Linked DNA regions of Mus musculus: region 2 is linked to region 1. A link is a contact called in public promoter capture Hi-C data. All regions are on one chromosome and are shown on one strand. Each heading gives the region's core, a stretch centred on a gene start, on an enhancer-like site or on the middle of the called end of the contact. The rest is flanking DNA. Distances are from core to core; before and after follow the strand shown.

Evidence for each region. Promoter capture Hi-C pulls out the DNA fragments that hold promoters and counts their contacts.
Region 2: a promoter capture Hi-C map of neural stem cells shows a contact between it and region 1. The contact joins two enhancer-like sites. A contact is called at or near these places in 22 of 39 promoter capture datasets (the 3T3-L1 cell line, 3T3-L1-derived adipocytes, the C10 cell line and 15 more), 5 of 15 datasets of contacts at CTCF or cohesin (the NIH/3T3 cell line, embryonic stem cells, large pre-B cells and 1 more), 136 of 484 Hi-C or Micro-C datasets (3T3-L1-derived adipocytes, the 63-12 cell line, the AML12 cell line and 78 more), 30 of 115 datasets of contacts at active chromatin or transcription factors (the 230-238 cell line, the HPC-7 cell line, the NIH/3T3 cell line and 20 more) and 1 of 9 other capture datasets (embryonic stem cells).

The regions. Positions count from the first base shown.
Region 1 is chr1:176,879,039-176,881,730 of GRCm38.p6, reverse strand. All of the region lies in intron 12 of Sdccag8 (serologically defined colon cancer antigen 8), which reads right to left. Among named protein-coding and RNA genes, the nearest start is that of Gm15423, 61 kb to the left of the region's middle. Within about 2 kb of position 1,375, at least 22 of the 459 cell types and tissues checked have an H3K27ac peak or open chromatin away from gene starts, as enhancers often do. A contact at or near this core is called in neural stem cells, where this site is marked.
Region 2 is chr1:177,707,512-177,710,203 of GRCm38.p6, reverse strand. Gm30115 (a long non-coding RNA gene) reads left to right here. Exons shown (of 5, transcript XR_373742.2): 4 at 1,947-1,996. Among named protein-coding and RNA genes, the nearest start is that of 1700016C15Rik, 21 kb to the left of the region's middle. Within about 2 kb of position 1,318, at least 108 of the 459 cell types and tissues checked have an H3K27ac peak or open chromatin away from gene starts, as enhancers often do. A contact at or near this core is called in neural stem cells, where this site is marked.

The DNA of each region.
Region 1 (2,692 bases), core at 126-2,625:
ATGTTCTGGTAGGGTCTCCCATCACCATAGTCTGTCAGTGTGCCCTACTCTCAGAACATTCTCCTAAGCTATCATTTGCAGCTTCAGAGCTCAGACAGACAATGAACAGCTTCCTCAGATGCTCTGGCCTCTCTGGATCATGCCTCCCCATCCCACCTCTATATGTGCCCTTGTGCTTTATACATCCCTAAGTCACATAACAAATTTAAAATACGATGATTGGGGGGAGGAGGAAGAAAAGGAGGAGCACAAGAGACTGAAGAATAAGGAGAGCAAAGCCTGCTACGAGTACCTTTATCAACACATTTCTCTTTTCTGTTTTTTACTTGCCCTGGACCCTGATCAAAGGCGAGAGGCAACAAAGAAATATCTTTGAGACTCAATTATTTAATTCAAAATTAACAAAGAAAATTCCAAAGATGCATCTTTCATTTCAAATGAGCTAACCCTGTAATGTAGCCAGAGTTTCCTGAAAGTTCCTGAACCTGAAATACAGGACTCTGAAATGATGCAGTTTGCATTTCAGAGTTTCTGGCCCCTTCTGGAACGTGAGAAGACACAAAGGCACAACCCGGCCACATGCTCACAGTGTATCAGAGGACGAAGGTGCAGCTCTGGCAGGGCGACCGGCACAGTACGGAGCACAAAGCCTTCAGAGGGAAACCTAATAAAGAAAGCTAACATGCTTACCAAGTGTCCTTTTCACTTACTTTTAAAGAAGACAGTACTGCACCATTTGAACAGACAAAGACACACCTGCTCTACATTTTGGAATAAACCAACTACAAAACACTTTTTGAGAAAAAGAAATGTCAACATAAGCTTCATGCTATTTGCTAGTAATTATTGTTAATATTCTTCAAAGTAACAATATGATAATATGAGCCTTTCCTTCAATAACATATTTGTAGGTAAAATAATAAATATCTGAGATTTGTTTTAAATATTTTTGTGAAAGGAGAGGAGGTAGAGAAAGACAATGAGAAAGGAAAATTAGAAATTAAGATGGAAAAATATGATAATGAGGTGAAGTTAAGAAAAAAACTGTGAACTGGTGGGACAAGATTGACACACACTGAATCTAAGTGCTGGAAATGCACAGGTTGTTTATAATGTTCCTTTTGTCTCATATGCTTTTAAGTTCCTTGATGGGGTGTGTGTGTGTGTACCTGATGTTTATATAAAAAAGAAAGAAAGTAAAAAGAAGCAAAGAAAGGAAAGAAGAAAAAAAAAAAAAAGAAAATAAATCAAGGCACAAAGTTCCCAATCTGCACACAAAATGCCTTTTGTTTTCCGTGGTGCAGAAGCAGCCCCTGAGACTGACAGCAGCTCTCCAAGCCTGAGCGATACAAAAGAGCTGATGGGAAGGGTAATTCACCCATGGGTCCTGACACAATATAAGAAGAAAAGAAGAAAGTGGGCGGAAGAGACAGCCATTGTTCCCCCTCTAACCTTTCTTTCTAATTATGCCAGAGTCAAGGCTCAGGTCGTGAGGAAAATCATTCCAGTGGTCAAGCATTTGCCCGGCTGTGTATACATCAAAGAGGCTCTTGTGCTCACCACATTCCAGCTCAGTTTCCCACCTACTTTCAAAACCTACCAAGTGGCCAGATTAGCTAAAATATGAATAAAATGATGCATTATGGGGAACACCTGTTTGCAACCCAAGAGACAGTCTCCTGGTTATGATGACTGTATGATACACAAGGCTTTAAAATTAAATATGTTTTATATCATGGTAGGTATTGCAGATAAGTGCTTGACATGTCCAGCTTTTCAAAGCTAAATGTAAATTTCTCTCCTGGGTGCAGATGGTGGCCAAGCTAAATAACTCTTCGGACTTACAGACAGAAGGTCAGGTCATGGCTGAGAGACCAAAGAACAACTGCTGCTTTGCTGCTCCAAATCACCCAGGGAATGAGAAGCGACTACGTCTGAAACTGTCTGTTCAGGACAAACCAGTTACAAAGAGCACCTACAAACTCTCCTCACATTCTGTTCCAGGAAAAAACAGGAGCATGCAAACCTCTCCTCACCCTCACAGGTTTACTGCTACAAACTGGGTCCTCCCCGAGGGTACAGCTTCACCGCAACGGCACCACTAAAGATGACCAGAGAAACTTAGTATTTCAGTCCACCAGGGAGCACGGACGCTCTCCTTCAGTTTCAGCCTTTGTAGCATTATGGGCTGATTAAGAAGACAGCATGCTAAAGAAACAGACACTAGAAGGGATTTAATCTAGGTTATTCATTTCCTAAGACACTCACTCTTGTTACTGTAGGGTTTTGCTTTGTTTTTTGTATTGCTAAACATGATAATGTGATTTTAAATCATCCCCAAACTCTTTGCTTCTGTGTTCTATTAGTAGGAAATATTATACTTCTGTAGTTCAGTATAATAACTCAAAAGATATTTAATATTACAGAGTGTGCCAACCTGACTGCAAAACCCTGTAGGATATCAGAAGGAAGAGAGCACTCCACTTGCTTAGGAGTCCTAGGCTTTCAATCCTTGACTGAGGGAACTTTCCATTCTACTATCAGGGACGCCCCCAACTGGACAAAATAAAATCAGTACATGCTAATATGGAAAGATCTTCTAAGATGTAGAACTCATCATAAAGTTGCATCTACTCATATAAAAACTACTTTTGTTCTGGTTGTCTGGGTTTCGGCTGTGATTTGAAGTATT
Region 2 (2,692 bases), core at 69-2,568, 830 kb before region 1:
TTTCTAAAATCCTGCTGTCTCTGATTATCGTGGAATCATTAACCTTGACAGGGAGAACATTCCCTGAAGGATGGATGAGAAGCAAAATATGTACATTACTATGCAAACAAGTGTTATGCCTACAGCAGGAGACCCACATCCTGCTGGCTCTGCTCCAGGGGTGGGACCTGGCACATGAGGTAGTTAATAAGGTTCTTCCTGGATGAGTGGCCACAGCAGTACTGATTCAAGATGGCCATAGTCATGCACAACCCAGTGGAAACAGCTACACAACACTTAATAGACATGTCACTTTGATTTCTGCCTTCCTCTTCAAAAATGTCTAGTCAGAACCTGTGTGTGTGTGTGTGTTTGTGTTTGTCTGTCTATCTATTCTCTTCTTCTCCTTCTCCCCCTCCCAATGCTTTTGTGTTCAGATTTCTCCTTTTAACGACACTAACCATCTTAGATTAGGGGACCACCCTACTGACTTTATCTTTATATCTTCAACAACCCATTTCTAAATGAAGTCACATTTTGAAGTATTTGGGGTTAAGACTTCAACATAAATTTTTAAGAGACATAATTTACCTCTTGTTACTATATGTGTGTGTGTGGCTGATATGTGAGAAATGTAGGGTGTAAAAGAGAAGGAAGTTAGGTCAAAAAGCAAGATCTTGGTAGGCCTTTTAATGTGATGATTGTGGTGGTGATGGTAATGGTTGCTATTGTTGATTGAGCAGCTGTTTTATAGCAGATATTACCCTCTGTATCTTGTATGGTTTAGGATGAATATTATAATTTCTTTGTTGGAAATAGAACATTGTTACATTGCCCAAGAAATTGTGATTCTCGTGCTTCAGTCTCCAGAGTGTTGGGATTGTAGGCATACACCATCACACAAGGCTGAATTAGTATATCTAATTCTTATCTTCCCCAGCTCTGGTGCTGATGTTGGAATCCAGAGCTAAGTACATGCTCTACCACTGAGCTACATCCGAAGCCCTAATCTTCAGCATTTTTTTTAGATGGAGAATTTGAGGTGCAATGATCTCTTAGCTCAACTTTGTAACTACCAAGACATTTCCCTCAAAGAGATTGCCTTTTCTGAAAAGTAGAGAGAGGAAAGGAAATAATGTCTGCTTACATTTTCTGTGGTGCAGGAACGCTGACTCAATGGGACTCCTAACTAGCCTTCTTGAAAGTTGACTGGTCAGTGTGAGGATTGAGTCACTGCTGTGGAATGTTTCCTGGCAGGAAACACTGTTTTTTAAGCCTCCAAGGGAAGGTTTAAAGAAGCCAAAGCCCTCCAGTAATCTCTGACTCATGGCTCCTTTACAGACTCACTTGTGAACGTTTCCCACAGTTTCCTGATGTTCCTTACGCTTAAGCTGTCTTGTCCTATCCCTTTTCAGTATGTGCCTTTATATCCCCACCCCCACCCACCAGCCCTGCCTACCCAGCCCTGCCTTTACAGCCCTTCCTTCCCAGCCCTGCCTTCCCAGCCCCACCTCCTCAGCCCCGCCTCCCCACACCTGCCTCCCAAGGCTCAAGAAGCACATGGAAGAGGATGTGGAAGGCTGATCAGAGCCAACAGCTGGAGAGGATGAGAACGAAACAGTGCCTTCTAGACCTGACAGAACTGACACACAACTGTACTTTCCTGCACAAGATCATGAAAGTAGGGAGTCAGTGAGCCTCTATCCAACTGAGGAGCTATGGACAGTTGATGGCTTCTAGGGAGAGTCAGTTTTCTATGAGGTCATGGCTCCTAGTGTCAACCATGTCCCTGCGATGGTCCTACATCCAGGAATATACAGATAGCACAGATTTGAGTTGATGGCTTACTAACAAAAAAATGACCAAAAAGAGGGGATAGGGAAGTAAGAGGAGTCAGGGTGACTATGATCAAAATAAATTGTATGAGATGCTCAAAGAGTTGATAAATATATTTTAAAATTTTGCAGTAACTCCAGTGGCAGTTAAACTGCTTCAACGGGTCTTCAAGATGCAAAAGGTGAGTTGTGTCAAGTCTGAGATTATTATGATTATTAATGCAGGAGCTTTGCATTAATACTGACTCAGGTCTGAGTTACTCCTAAAATGTGAAAGACCTACTATGCTTGAGGACAGAGAAAATTTGCAGGAGGGAGGGACAGAATTCCAGGTCTTCCGAGGATTTTAAGATTTTGTTCTGTTTTCTGAGACATGGGAACATAACGTTGAGATATTAATGATAATAATGAATCTATCTACCTATCATCCATATAATAATTCACTTTTTCTGCTGGGGAGGGAACCCAGGGTTTTGCATATGGTAGGTAGGTGGGCACTCTACCACTAACTGGCACTCCCACAACTTCACTTGAAATGAAGGCCTTGGGCAGCCTCCTCAGTGTAGAACTGTCTGTTTAATGACCCAACCTCAATGAGTCAGAGAAGCACAAGTTAGCAGCAGCATGGAGGTCAGTTGGTCTTTCCAACCTCCCTATGTGATAGGGGGAAGGGCAAGGAAGCAACAGTGACTTCCCCAGGCCACATGGTTCCACCTGAGTCAGAGCCTACATTTCCTTTGCTTGTTCTAAAATTTTATCTATTTTTATTTTGTGTATGAATGTTTTGTCTGCACACGTTCATGAATACCACATGCATGCACGGTACTTTGCGAAGCCAGAAGATAGCATCAGATCCCCTAGAACTGGAGTTACAGATG